5 separate regions of the Mus musculus genome follow, and regions 2, 3, 4 and 5 are each linked to region 1. Evidence: chromatin contacts called from public HiCAR-type and promoter capture Hi-C data. All regions are on one chromosome and are shown on one strand. Each heading gives the region's core, a stretch centred on a gene start, on an enhancer-like site or on the middle of the called end of the contact. The rest is flanking DNA. Distances are from core to core; before and after follow the strand shown.

The links. Promoter capture Hi-C pulls out the DNA fragments that hold promoters and counts their contacts. HiCAR-type assays count read pairs that join an accessible place to other places. Capture Hi-C pulls out chosen DNA fragments and counts their contacts.
Region 2: a HiCAR-type map of astrocytes shows a contact between it and region 1, with 4 times the contacts expected there. The contact joins the promoter of 4930502E09Rik here to the promoter of Med13 in region 1. A contact is called at or near these places in 1 of 39 promoter capture datasets (hippocampal neurons) and 1 of 115 datasets of contacts at active chromatin or transcription factors (astrocytes).
Region 3: a contact with region 1 is called in a promoter capture Hi-C map of hippocampal neurons, with 3 times the contacts expected there. The contact joins the promoter of Car4 here to the promoter of Med13 in region 1. A contact is called at or near these places in 2 of 39 promoter capture datasets (hippocampal neurons and liver) and 1 of 115 datasets of contacts at active chromatin or transcription factors (astrocytes).
Region 4: a promoter capture Hi-C map of adipose tissue shows a contact between it and region 1, with 4 times the contacts expected there. The contact joins the promoter of Appbp2os here to the promoter of Med13 in region 1. A contact is called at or near these places in 5 of 39 promoter capture datasets (the C10 cell line, hippocampal neurons, liver and 1 more), 3 of 115 datasets of contacts at active chromatin or transcription factors (astrocytes and embryonic stem cells) and 1 of 9 other capture datasets (adipose tissue).
Region 5: a contact with region 1 is called in a promoter capture Hi-C map of pre-B cells, with 3 times the contacts expected there. The contact joins the promoter of Tex14 here to the promoter of Med13 in region 1. A contact is called at or near these places in 1 of 39 promoter capture datasets (pre-B cells) and 1 of 115 datasets of contacts at active chromatin or transcription factors (pancreatic cancer cells).

Annotation. Positions count from the first base shown.
Region 1 is chr11:86,356,297-86,358,991 of GRCm38.p6, reverse strand. It overlaps Med13 (mediator complex subunit 13), which reads left to right and starts at 1,396. Exons shown (of 30, transcript NM_001080931.2): 1 at 1,396-1,532. The coding sequence starts at 1,467.
Region 2 is chr11:84,827,843-84,830,537 of GRCm38.p6, reverse strand. It overlaps 4930502E09Rik (RIKEN cDNA 4930502E09 gene), which reads right to left and starts at 1,360. Exons shown (of 3, transcript NR_046281.1): 1 at 1,126-1,360; 2 at 496-636; 3 at 1-48. Dhrs11 (dehydrogenase/reductase (SDR family) member 11) reads left to right here and starts at 1,535. Exons shown (of 7, transcript NM_177564.5): 1 at 1,535-1,787. The coding sequence starts at 1,641.
Region 3 is chr11:84,956,361-84,959,055 of GRCm38.p6, reverse strand. It overlaps Car4 (carbonic anhydrase 4), which reads right to left and starts at 1,302. Exons shown (of 8, transcript NM_007607.2): 1 at 1,115-1,302. The coding sequence starts at 1,169.
Region 4 is chr11:85,233,814-85,236,508 of GRCm38.p6, reverse strand. Appbp2os (amyloid beta precursor protein (cytoplasmic tail) binding protein 2, opposite strand) reads right to left here and starts at 1,343. Exons shown (of 4, transcript NR_028329.1): 1 at 1,177-1,343. It overlaps Appbp2 (amyloid beta precursor protein (cytoplasmic tail) binding protein 2), which reads left to right and starts at 1,389. Exons shown (of 13, transcript NM_025825.3): 1 at 1,389-1,837. The coding sequence starts at 1,700.
Region 5 is chr11:87,403,684-87,406,378 of GRCm38.p6, reverse strand. Tex14 (testis expressed gene 14) reads right to left here and starts at 1,314. Exons shown (of 31, transcript NM_031386.2): 1 at 1,209-1,314. It overlaps Rad51c (RAD51 paralog C), which reads left to right and starts at 1,873. Exons shown (of 9, transcript NM_053269.4): 1 at 1,873-2,075. The coding sequence starts at 1,958.

The DNA.
Region 1 (2,695 bases), core at 147-2,646:
TTACACTGCTTATCGGGCGCAGGCACGAGGCTAGTGCTCAGGTTGTATTCATGCATCATATAACAAACATAACATTTGTTTTCCTCATTTTACAGATGAGGAAACTGAGTCACAAAGAGGTAAAAGACTGGCTCCAGCTTCGAATCCTGAACAGCAGGACTTTATTTCTAGTTCATTAACCACAAGACCATATCGTTTCATTTTTTTTACCTCTTTATTATAACTTAAAAAGAGAGGGCGAGGCTGGTGTCTATCCAGCTCTCATTCTTTAGCCCTAGAGTTCTGCGATGTACCCCGGCGGCCTTATGGAGTGAATGAGAATGCATTGGAACGTCTTTCTTTTTCTTTTCTTTTTTCTTTTTCTCTCTCTCTCTCTCTTTTTTTTTTTTTTTTGCCAACTTTCTCTTCCAAAGAATTTGAACTGATTTCCAAGTAATTCTCGATTTTGAAGTGAACCTTCCTGCGCTGCTGCACTTTCCCCAGCCAGCAGAAAGCTAGGGCCAAGACTCGGGTCATCTTAACCGGGGCATCCAGCAGATGGCGCCATGTTAGTAGCCACCAGCTGGCCGCCCGGTCCCCGGGGCTCCGAAAGCTTCCCTGCCCTCCCTCACCGCCTTCTCTCTCCCCCCTCCCTACGGAGCCCGGCCCACGTGACCTCGCGGCGGCCAATGGGCGAGCAGAGAGGGCGAGCTGGTCCCTGTGGCCGCCATTAAAGCGAAGGGAAAACCCGTGAATTCGGATTAAAGGGGGAAAAACACCGCCCGCTGGGCCCACAAAATGGGGGAGACTACGGCGTCCAGGCGGTGAGGCGGCAGGAGAGCAGACGTTAGGCAGGCTTGGCCCAGGGACAACACGAGGACACAGCCGGAGAATGGACTGAGCCCACAGACGCCGCCACCACCTCCGCCGCTGAGGAGACTCTGGGCTTAAGGACATCGCCGCTGCCGGGCCGGGGGCCCGGGGTGCTCTGCCGGTCCTCGCCCTTCCCGCCCCTCCGCGGGCGTCCCCGGGCCGCGGAGAACCCTCCCGGGCTTCTGGGCTCGGCCCGCTCGGACTCGGGCTCTGACTATTTATCGTGTACCTGATTGTTATTATTATTTTTTTGTTTTTCGTTTTTTTTTCTCTTTTCTTCTTTTAAATCTTTTTTTATTTTTCTGGTGGAAGGGACAGACATCCCTTCCCCTCCTCTCCGGAGAGGGACGCGCGTCCGCGGGCTCCGCAGTCCCGGCGGCCGGCCGAGCGCGGCGCGGCCCTCCCGCCTGCGGCCTCGGCCCCGGGCGGCTGGGTGCCTCCGGGCGGCGGGGGCCGCGGCGGCGCCGGGGGGCGGCGGGGAGGGCGGGCGGCCCGGCGGCCTCCTCCCCACCGCCCCCCGCCCTCCCCGGTGTCTGTGTTTCTCTCTCTGGTCGGAGGCGGCGGTAATGGCGGATGGTGGGTTGTGGCGCCGGCGGCGGCTGCTGTGAGGGACGATGAGTTCCTCCTTCGTGTCGAACGGGGCCAGCCTGGAAGATTGTCACTGTAACCTCTTCTGCCTGGTGAGTGCGGGGGCCGCGGGCGGTGGGGGAGGGGGCCGCGCCGTGCGCCCTTGGGCCGTGGGGGAGGGGGTCTGGGTCGCATCCAGATGCCGGTGTCCCCCGGCTAGGCCCCGCCGGAGTCGGCCTCCTCCGAGGCTCTGCGGCCGCCCCGGGAGGCAGCGTCCGCTCACCTACCGACCGGGGCTCTGCTGGGAAGAGGCTTGTCTTTCCCCCCACCCCCTCGGTCTTTCTCCTCCTCCTGTCTTGTTTTGGACTCTTTTCCCCATCCTAGTCTTTTCCTTAACTTGGGCTGCTTATCTGCCCGGATAGTAATATTTTCTTGTGTGCTTCTTGCTTCCCCGCCTCCCCGCCCCCCGCCCCTTGTATCGAACAGTGTATCCCTTTTCCACACTTTCCACGATTGCCCCTGCTCGACTGCCTTTAAGCTCGCTTTTCCCTTGTAAGTGGGCTTCTCTTAAACAGGACCCCCCCAAAAACTTACGTATTAAAACCCTCTTCGTTTTGTAAGTTAAACTAATACAGGGGTAGTGTCCTTATGGGTGACTTCAGATCTTTGTGTAAAAACAGTGTGTGCCGGTTCATATGTTTTCTTTTTAAACTTTGAAAACATTTTGCCATTTTGACAATTTCTAGCCATCTTGCTTTTATTAGAACATTATGTTTTTGTGAGAGTGGAGGGGCAAGTGGAGGAGGTACTGTGGTTTCGCACTAAACGTTCTATATTTGTCTGTTTTGCTTACGTTTTAAGAATGTTTTGAGCTGGCTGTTCCTTTTATTGAACTGAAAAGTCTGGGGCAGCTGGAATTAGGGATGTTCTAGTACGTGTATGTAGGTCGGCCCAAATCGGATAACACTCAAGAGTTAAGACTTTTGTCAAAAGTACCAACTGTTGCAAATATCTAGTCCTGAATTAAACGATAGCCGAGCTTCCTGAATGACTAAGTTAGAGTGACTTTTTTCATTTTTCGTGTGCTCTGAGAAATATTAAGTCTATCATAGGTAAGTGAATTAAGTGGGTGGAGCATAACTAGTTGGCAAGCATAAACTGCCAGTCATGTATCAGCAGTTTCATTTTTGGCACCTTATGCTTTCTGTCACTAAGTTAGAATAAGGAATTACTGAATTTCCTTTGTTGAATCTCTTTCACGATGTGGTAAATGGGG
Region 2 (2,695 bases), core at 111-2,610, 1.5 Mb after region 1:
GGTCTTTGAGCTTCTTATCCATGTCCAGAAATCATAAAGGATGGCTATCTGAAGAAGGTAGACATCAAACAGTTTGTTGGTTTTTTATTTTTATTTTTTGTTGTTGTTGTTTTGTTTTGTTTGAGACAGGGTTTCTCTGTAGCCCGGGTTGACCTGGAACTCACTGTACACCAGGCTGGCAACAAACTCAAGAGATCTGCCTGCTGAGTGCTGAATCAAAGGCATGTACCACCAGCTGGCATTATCAGGCATGTATGGGTACACTGTTGGTGTCTTCAGACACACCAGAAGAGGGCATCGGACCTTTTTCGATAGTTGTGAGCCACCACCATGTGCTTGCTGGGAATTGAACTCGGGACCTCTGGAAGAGCAGCTAGTGCTCTTAACTGCTGAGCCATCTCTCTAGCCTTCATCACACTTCTCTTTTTTTTGTTTGTTTTGTTTTGTTTTGTTTTGTTTTGTTGTTTTTCACACTTAATGTGCCAGTATACTTACTGTGTTTGAGAAAGGGGCTCATGTTTCAGTTGGCCTGGAATTCACTCTCTACTAAAGGATGGCCTTGAACTCGTGGACCTGTCTCTTATGTCCCCTTACCGGCTTGTGCCACCATGCCTTGTGGTAGAGCTCTGTTGGCTCCTGCACAAAAGAAAAACAAAAATATTGTTTTTGTTGTTTTTTTCGAGACAGGGTTTCCCTGTATAGCCCTGGCTGTCCTGGAACTCACTCTGTAGACCAGGCTGGCCTCAAACTGAGAAATCCACCTGCCTCTGCCTCCCGAGTGCTGGGATTAAAGGCATGAGCCACCACGCCCGGCTCAAAAATCTTATAAGGGTATATTATGCATGCTGTTTAAAGTTATGGCTACCACGTGATATTCAAGTTGTCAGCTTCTGCGGGTGACTATTGATGTACATCGTGTAACATTTGCGCCGTTGTAGGACTGGGAGTGGTTGATGTCAAGGACGGTTGAAGACGTGGTGCCATTTAGGTGTAGAGTACTTGGGTATTTTAACCATTTACTTGGCCAGTGAAGCCAAAGGATCAGGTACAGTGAACAATAACCCTTCCTCAGGTCAACTGGCCTTGATGGCAGAGGCCCTTAAGCTTTTTGGATTGAATCCTTACTGTCAGTCACCAGTGGTTTGGGAGGGCACTGGAGTAACCTTTAGATCCCCCATCCTGTCCTCAGGCCTTTGGAAGTAGGGCTGATTGAGCAAAGGAGGCCTTGAGTGCGTGCGAGCGTGCGTCCTCTTCCTCGCAGATGGAGGCTCTCCACCGCAAAGGGAAGCGCTCACGGTAAAAGCAACTCCACCGGCTGTCAGGCCCCACTTCCGCGGTGGGCCCCTATCCTCAAGGCTGTGCGGTTTCCGCCTGTCGCGGGAAGGACGGGCTCGTGCGCGGGCGTGGGCGTGTCCGGAAAAGGTGGCCACTCGGACGCCATGTGGCCCAATGCGGAGGTCCCGAGGGCGGAGCCCGGGCCGGAGGCCGGGCCAATAGTGGGTGGGTCTAGGCGCAACTCCAAGTTGCCGGCGTCCCCCACTGCAGTGACCAGGGAGCCACCGATCTTCAGTAACCCCAGACTAAGCTCCCCGCTCCCAGTGCCTGGTTCGCCGAACGAGGTGGGCAGACGGCTCGGGACCATGACTAGAGCTGGCATGGAGCGGTGGCGCGACCGGCTGGCACTGGTGACGGGAGCCTCGGGGGGCATCGGTGCGGCCGTGGCCCGGGCATTAGTCCAGCAGGGACTGAAGGTTGTGGGTTGTGCCCGCACCGTTGGCAACATCGAGGTAAGGCTCCGCCAGGCAGCGGGGACGCTCTTGGGGGAGGGGGGAGTACGTCGTTTCCATGGGGCAGGGCTTTGAGTGAGGGGAGGGAGAGTTGCCGTGGCCGGAGCCAGAGACCCTGCTCTTTTTGAGCCTACTACCCTAGGGCCATTTGCAACGGCCTTGAGAGCAGGAGTGCTGTTTAGTAGCGAGAGGACCTAAGTTCTCTCTAAGTTCTATTTTTATAAGAGCCATTCACTCCTGATAGTTCGTGTCGCAGCAGAGTACCAAATCCTGACCCCTGGTATTCTCTTCCCTTACCCCTGCCATCTTGTGCCCCCTATACTGGCAGGTGAAAGAGGAAGCCAGAGGTCAAGGGCTAGCTAGGCAGCCAGGGAGAAGGGGGAAAAAAAGAAAAGAAAAAAAAAAAAAAACTGGCTAGTCTAAGTGACTAGGTTAGTTTCATCTTGTCCCCAAACCTCACCCAAGCCACACCGAGTAAAGTGCTGGCCAACCAATGAACAAGAAGCTAGTGTTTGACCCATGACTGAGGGTGAGGTTAGGGTGGAAGCTAGCTCTCCTTTTAATTCAAATCTGAGCTCAACTCACATGCCATGAGCCTAAAGAGTGAATGGAATATTTACTTGTAGATCTCTTTCTCTCTCTCTCTCTCTCTCTCTCTCTCTCTCTCTCTCTCTCTCTCTCTCTCTTTTCTGATTCATTTTCCTAGGTGGGACTGAGTAGGTGAAATAGGGCATTAAACCTGTAAGTCTTGAGAAAATAAAATGTTACGGATCCAGAACTCCCTAGTTTTTCTCTTAACATTCTTTTGGGGGTTCCTGGAGTTATGAGCAGCATCAGATCAGAAAAGATAGGGAGGAGATGCCATTTGGGAGAAGACAAGAGAAATTCCCATTATTTGCCCTGGCAGG
Region 3 (2,695 bases), core at 53-2,552, 1.4 Mb after region 1:
TTATCCTTAAAACAGCACCCAGGAACACAACTACTAAACCCGGTTTGTAAACGACAGAATACTTTATACGTCTTAACCAACGTGAACAGCTACAAGGCACTGGTTAATTTAAAAACATTTTCCTTTTTACTAAGTCGTTTTAAGTGCCCAACCCCTAGACACACACACACACACACACACACACACACACACTCCGCCCTTTAACATTATATTAGTTGCTCTTTTCCCTCCACTAAGAAGGAGTTGTTGCAAGATGCCTTACATCCTCCAAACTAAGTCCTGCAACGGGGAATACTCTCTCTCCTTCTGGTCTGAGAGACCCCTCACGTCCCCACCGTACGCCCCACTATCCATTCCAGGGCAGAGCACCCAACTCTGGAAGGGAGTTCTGGCCCGTTGGACGGGAAAGCTTCCCTGCGGACTAAGAGATGAAGTCTTCGTGAAGAGCTATGGGGTATTGGAGAAGGTGCCAACCGCTAGAATCGCCTTTAGCTCCTTATCAAATATTAACACGCCTCTACCTCCACCTCCCACCTAGAAGAATAATTAAGAGCTCGGTCTCACCATTAATCTTTAAACGAAAATCACCTTGTCTGGAAAGACCGGCTTGGCCAGGGACTTGGGTCTTAGGATGCCCCCCGCCAGGCTCCCAATCCAGCACTGGGGGAAGGGGAGAAGGGAGCTTGAAGCTCAGAGGGCAGGACCCTAGAGTCAGAAGAAGGGAACACCGGGACCCCAATACATCCAACCTGCTGCGCTTGTTCTGGGTGGGCAACAGTTACCGGTTCAGAGTCTCTGCAGGACAGTCGGCCACTCGCCACCCACGGGCAAACCCAGGAGAACCAAGGTGCGAAAAGGACCGTGGATCCAGGCGGGTCAGAGAAGCATCCTCACCACAGATCACACGAGCGTCCAACACGCGGACACCCCGCGGCCACACACATGCGAGCACACATCCCCCTCTCCCGCAGCCTCCCGCGGACACGTGTAGGCGCCCCCGCTCACACAACCAGGTCCGCTGCAGCCTCACGGTTCCCTGCACGAACAACGCGCAGCCGGAGCGCGCTAGCAAGGGTACCGGGTCCTGGGGGCGCAGAGGGTCACCCGAGGATACCTTCAGTAGAGGGGGCCACGTATGCCAGCGCCAGCAGAGCAAGAAGGAGCTGCATGGTGCTTGAGGGGAAAGACGCTGCCCAGCCTAGGGTCAATCACCAATGAAGCCACCCTAGGCGTCGCGATCATGCTGGTGGAGGCTTTATAGCAGAGCCACGACCTAAGGGAGCCCGGACGGCTAGACGTGGGAGTCGGCTCCTCCTCCTGGCGGAGCCTCTCTTCGCCTTGTCCAGTCTCAGATCGGAAAGAATCATCTCCCCGCCTACCTTGCTACCTTGCTACCTTCGCCCATGGCGAAAAGACCCCTCACCCACTCCGCATCTTCAGGGCTTAGAAGCGGAGTATCCCCACCTTGCCCCCATCCTACTCCTGTTAACTGATTCCGGAAGAAAGATGAGCTATCCTCAGGTACCTGACCCACGGGGTATCTTCCCAGACTCGTAACTTCCATCATGCTGCCACCAACTGTTCAGGGTCTCCTAGTGTGTCCTTGTAATAAACTTGATTTGGGGCAAGATGGAGCCAAATGGTCTCAGGGAGACGGAGAATCGAGACGGTTGAAAGCTTTGCAATGCTGTTTGTTGAAGAGATGCCCGGTGAGAGGCTCTTTGAGGAAGCGGTAGCTGACGCTCCAGTCTCATCTTTTTCCTTCCTGGCTATTCCAAACTTGATTTTGTTTTGCGTTTTCTTTCTCGGGACTGGAGATGATGGTTATGATGACGACGACGAAGATCCTCCTCCTCCTCCTCCCCACCCCCACTCCTTTTCGTTCCCTATTTCTCATACTAGGCAAGCACTCTACCACTGAGTTACATCCAAACTCAATTTTAAAGAAACCAAGACCCGTCTTCCTACCTAGAACTAAGCTCCCTAAAACGTGGTTACTGGTGGGTCTTGTGCTAAGCCAAGAAGATGGGGTGGAGTGGAGAGTCGGGGGGCTGGAAAGGGTATGGAATTAAGGGGATGGGAAAGTGAGGAGGGGGCACGGAGACACAGTAGAAAATTGGTTTACTAGAAAAGCCCACGATGTCATAGGGGAAAGGACTGGTGCTTTTGAGATCTGATGACAGTAGATGACAGTTGGGGAAGAGAAAAAAAACTAAGGATCTGGATATATCCCTAATTCTCCCATCAGACAGGAAGAGTCCTCAGCAAAGAGTAAACGGTCTCCCATATCTGGGAAATGGATCTGGCCTCACTTCCAGGCAAGCACTACTTGTTACTCTCTGTGGAGGTCCCTTACATCTCACAGATGGGGAGTCTGCGCATCCCTGGGGAGTTTCTAGGACAAGTCTGGGGAGATGAACAAGGAATAGCAGTACACCTGGACTCCTCCATCAACAGGAAGCCCTATTTTTCTGGTCCAGCTACTTCCCTATCCGTTGCCAAATTCTCTTCACATCACCCTCTCCCTGCCCCAGCACCAGCCTTTGAACCTCTGTAGGGGAACGACTCCATCAGAACAATCCAAGCAAAGGAGCTTCCTCCCTTCTTGAGTCTGGCCTGCTCCTCTCTCTGGCCTAGGATCACAGCCTACACCGGCAGCTTTGATCCTACAGAGAGGTTGGAGGAGGGTGTCCTC
Region 4 (2,695 bases), core at 94-2,593, 1.1 Mb after region 1:
TAACAAGTTATTGTTCCAGGCCAGCCATGCCCATAAGTAGGACCCTGACTCAAAATCAATCATCAATCAATCAATCAAAGGGTGTTTTAGAGGTTTCTATGTTTTTTTTTTAAACTTGATAAATCTGTCAACCCTATTTTGAGGCTGACTACAGCTTTCCCAGGTTTGTCAATTATAGCCTAAGAAATCACAGGACTGAAGAAGTTTAAATGTGTGTATGGTTAATCAGTTTCACTGGATTTAAAGTGCATTTCTCCATTTGTTTGACATGCATTCTCAGACTACTAGAAGAATTTGGTAGGCAAGCCAAAACATTTAATAGATTCTTTTTTTTTTCAATGCAAAAATGGGGAAACGGGGCTTGAATGATTGCTCAGTAAAAAAATGCTGGCAACTACCTTTGATCCCAGCACTAGCGAGGCAGAGGCAGCAAGATCTCTGTGACTTGAGGCTAGCCTGGTCTACAGATAAAGTTCTAGGAGAGCCAGGGCATGTTAAACAAATTTTTCTTCTTTTAAAAAAAAAGAAAAAAGAAAATTGTCCCAGCACTCGGGAGGCAGAGGTAGGCAGATTTCTGAGTTCGAGGCCAGCCTGGTCTACAAAGTGAGTTCCAAGACAGCCAGGGCTATACAGAGAAACCCTGTCTCGAAAAACCAAAATTTAAAATAAAATAAAATTGGATAGGGGCTGGTGAGATGGCTCAGTTGATTAAGAGCACCGACTGCTCTTCCGGAGGTCATGAGTTCAAATCCCAGCAACTACATGGTGGCTCACAACCATCCCCAATGAAAAAGAATCTATGAGCTAGGGCTGAGCGAGTAGAGCAGGAGACAACAGGGCCAGAGCAAGAGGGACAGGCCTGGAACTCACACTGTAGACCAGGCTGGCCTGGAGCTCACAGAAATCCACCTGCCTCTGTCTCTGCAGTGCTGGGATAAAAGTGATGGGCCACCACATCCCTCAATATAGATTTTCTTTGTTTGAGACAGGGTCTCACTCCATAGACCTTGACCTCAGGAGATACCCCTGCCTCTGCCTCCCAAGCGATCCATTCCAAGTGCACCACCATGCCCCGTCCGTGCTGTGCACTTTTGTGAAAAAAAGATCAGTCCTAAAGTTCGTTGATCTAAAAGATCAATTCTTAAAGTTGAAGAGGGCTGTCGTCGAAAAACTCACTGAAACGAGACTGTGTTGGAGAGCCACAGCACGCTGGATAAAACACCACTCCAACTACCGCCCAGCTTCCCCGGTGTCTCGTCCTTTAGGAACAAGCACCCAGCGCCCCTCAGACGCTCCGCGCTCTTTCTCCGCAAGTTTTCCGCCTGCCGCATTCCTTCCCGGGCGCGTCGGCGCGTCGCGCGTTGACGTCATGACGCACACACGCAGCCCCGCCCATGCAGAGCTGAGAGCCTGGACGGAACTGGGCTCGCTCTCCTGTTGGGAATGTGAGGCTCTCGGTACGGTCGTGGTCTGCGTTCGTCCGGATCTTCCGTGGCCGCCGCTACCGCCGCTACCGCCAGCACCATCTGCCCTCAGGCCGCGCGCGCACGCAGAGGCCCGGCAGCCGGGTCCGAGAGGCGCGCGCACGCCCGCTCGCCCGCGTGGTCGCCGCCCCTCGGAAGCCTCCGGAGCCTCACACGGGTTCGCTACGGAGGGAGGCGGAGGCCTGCGGGAGGAGGCGGAGGAGGAGCGAGGGAAGATGGCGGCCGTGGAGCTCGAGTGGATCCCGGAGACGCTCTACAACACCGCCATCTCCGCTGTCGTGGACAACTACATCCGCTCGCGCCGCGACATCCGCTCCTTGCCGGAGAATATCCAGTTCGACGTTTACTACAAGGTACAGGCGATCTGTTCTATCGGACCCCGCCGCTGCTCCTGGGCCGCACCCCCTTCCACGTCCACGGCCCGGCCTGTAGCTCTCGAGGTAGCGTCGGCTGCGGTGGCCGCTTTCCGATACGCCGCCACCCCCGCGTCTGCCTCCCGGTCTGTGCGGCCCGGGGGGGTTCTTGTGTGAGAGCTATCCGCCATCCCCTTAGGGGCCCCAGGGTAGGCCTGCGGGAATGCCTGACCCAGCCGAGTCCCACCCGGTCCTCTAGTCGCTGGGGTATTTTCTGTCTTCTCTAGTGTTTGTATCAGCTGGACTTTTTTGTTCCGCTCCACCCCTAATTCTCCCTACTTTGTCATCTCGTCGATCCTCTTTACCCGAGTAACTGCTTTCTTTCTTTTTCTTTTTTTTTTCCCCTCCCTTCTCTAATCCGAGTTTCGTCCCTTTCCTTTCTTTCAATCCGAAATGATTTAGTTAGGGCTTAATGAAAATGGTCTGTGGGCTTCATTTGCATATCCTTGAAAGCTTTTTTGTGTGGTTTCTAGGTTTGTTTTGGTTTTTCGGTTTACACTTTGGGTTAAATTGGGAATTTTACTAATAGATTAGTAATAGACTGGATCTTTAGAAAGGACGCAGTGAAATTCCCTGAAAGCAAGAAGTAGAAATCTGAATTATACCAATGTGTATGAAAAGTGCGATTTTGCAGCATTCTTGCGTCGCTCCCTCTCAAAAATCTGCACAGAAAGTCCCAAGTTGCTCTCCAAGGAGTTTCAAGGGTAAGTGTTCATAGACGTGGACAATTTTTGCAGTGTTCTGAGAGGGAGGAGAACTTTATGGACTCGGAGCCTCCCTTTTCCTCTCCCCCACGTT
Region 5 (2,695 bases), core at 65-2,564, 1.0 Mb before region 1:
ATCACTGGCAGGGAGGGGAAAGGTAGTACAGCAGGTAAAGGGCCTGGTTGCCAAGCCTGACAGCCTCAATTCCATCTGTCCCCAATACCACATGGGGGAAGCCGAGAACCAATTTCTCTCACCTCCAGTCTAGTAATGTGGCCTGTGTGTCACACACAAACACAAAAGAAATGTAATAATAAAGAGTCGTTGCTTTAGCTGAGCATTGGTGGCACTGACCTTTCTTTTGTTTTGGGGGTGGGGGGTTCCAGACGGGGTTTCTCTGTGTAGCCCTGGCTGACCTCAAACTCAGAAATCCACCTGCCTCTGCCTCCCAAGGGCTGGGATTAAAGGCGTGCACCACCACTGCCCGGCTTTTTTTGGGGGTAGGGGGTGGGGGTGGGGAGGTCGCTGGCCTTTCTAATCCCAGTACTCAGGAGGCAGAGGCAGATGAATCTCTGTGACTTCGAGGAGAGCCTGCTCTACAGAGTCAGTTTTGGGAGAGCCACGAAAGAAACCTACACAAAGAGGTTGTCTTGAAAACCCACAAGTTAAAAAAAGAAAAGAAAAGAACCCGGTGTGGTGTCGCACACCTTTGATCCCAGCACTCAAGAGGCAGAGGCAGGCAGATTTCTGAGTTCGAGGCCAGCCTGATCTACAGAGTGAGTTTCAGGACAGCCAGGGCTACATAGAGAAACCCTGTATCGAAAAACCAAAAAGAAAAGAAAAAAAGAAAGAAGAAGTTGTTGTCAATAAGTAGTGCAAAAGCAGGGAGAGTCGCGTATTCCTATATCCCATAATTTAGAAAGTTTAGATGCTGTCTTCAAAAAAAATGCTAGATTTTTTTTTTTTTTTGAAATGTGAGGTAGGTATGACACACTTTTTTTGGTTTTGTTTTGTAGCTCTGGCTGTCCTGAAACTCACTCTGTAGACCATGCTGTCCTCGAACTCAGAAATCCGCCTGCCTCTGCCTCCCGACTGCTGGGATTAAAGGCGTGCTGCCACCACTGCCCGGCACGACACACTTTTTTTTTATATCATCTTCCGTATTTCTTGGGCCTTTAAAGCCACCTTCCAAACTGCCAATCTCCCCAAAAGTTCTGATGTGGAAGCAGTCACTCCCGCTCCGTCAACATCCCCGGTCAACTCTACTAAAGAGGTCCAGCTCCTCCCTCGGGACACCAGAGGCCCAGGCTAGACCACGAGACGACAAGGACACGATAGCTTACTTTTCCAGCTACTTCTTACTCTAGGCAGGCCTGCCGACATGAATGCTCAGAAACCGCCACACTCTGAGGGAGCTCCGGAGTCCCGGGGTCACCCACCGGAAGCTGTGCGTGCGTGCGTGAGCGGGCGAGTGCGTGGACGCGCGCGTGGGCGCCAACCACTCCCTACCGCAGCCCCCCAAAGTGGGAGGCTGGCCCACAATCCCCCGCGAGGGCGGGAAAAGCAAGGGGTCGCCTGGCAAGGGTCAGGGGACACACAACAGACCTCCTACAAGGGTTTTTTGAATTTTTCACAGCAGGAAACTGCCAACTGGTCAGTTTCTGGTTGCTGCGTCTACTACAACTTCCATCCAGGAGGATGGATTCTTGAGGAACCCGTGAAAGAGGGCAGAGCATGGTGAGGAAATATGCTGTACAGGGTTCACTTGGCCTGGCTACCGTCTCCGCGTCTCCGGCCTCTTTTTTTGTTTTTGTGTTCACTGTCAGGCTATATCCGAAACGTGACTCGGACGAGTGAAACTAGAAGACAACCTTACATGAAACCAGTGTGTGGGATTTCCTCAGCAGCAGCAAGGCCTCGTGAGTCTAGGCCGCGCGAGCCCCGCCCCTTACGCCGCGCGTGTGACGTCACGCCACTGACCCTCCCCCGCGGGAGGGCGGGGTTTGGGTTTCCAGCGCTTTCGCGCCTCTTGCTCTACGTCACTGCGTGCGTAGCCGCCGAGCTCTCAAAAAAAAAAAAAAAAAAAAAAAAAATGCAGCGGGAGTTGGTGGGTTATCCGCTGTCTCCAGCGGTGCGCGGGAAGCTGGTGGCTGCGGGGTTTCAGACGGCGGAGGACGTCCTAGAGGTGAAGCCCTCCGAGCTCAGCAAAGGTAACGACTCCCAGCTGCCAGCTGATGCACCGCGGCCGCTTGGCGCCGCCTCCGTCTTCGTTCCGCCGCCTCCGCCAAGCCGATCTTTTGACACCGCTGAAATTCTCTTGAGCTTGGAACTGTGTGGAGCAACGTTTACTGATTGCTTTCTCCGTGCTCGCTGGATGCTTTGAGGAGTGCCTCACTTAATGGTTTAAGGAAGGCTCCTCTTGGACCAGGGTGTCCAATCTGTAGATGAAAGAACCGACTTCTCATCTTGAGGTTTCATGATAAACTGGGTTGGGAAACAATCACAAGCCATGTAATTCTCCTTGGTCAAAGATCCTGGGGGGCGGGGGGGGGGAATTGAAGTTGAAAAATAAAGGATTAGAGAAGGACTAGAGATATTTCAGTGAGAAAAGCAATAGAACATTCCCTTAGACCAGGAGAAAGCTCTAGAAAGACGTTCGTGATTCACAGGAATACTGCCTCCCCCCCCCCCCCGCCCTGGCCCCCGACTTTTCTCAGAGTTCTTTAGGTTACAGATAAGTGGGAATCACAACCGGGCAGTGGTGGCGCACGCCTTTAATCCCAGCACTTGGGAGGCAGAGGCAGGTGAATTTCTGAGTTCGAGGCTAGCC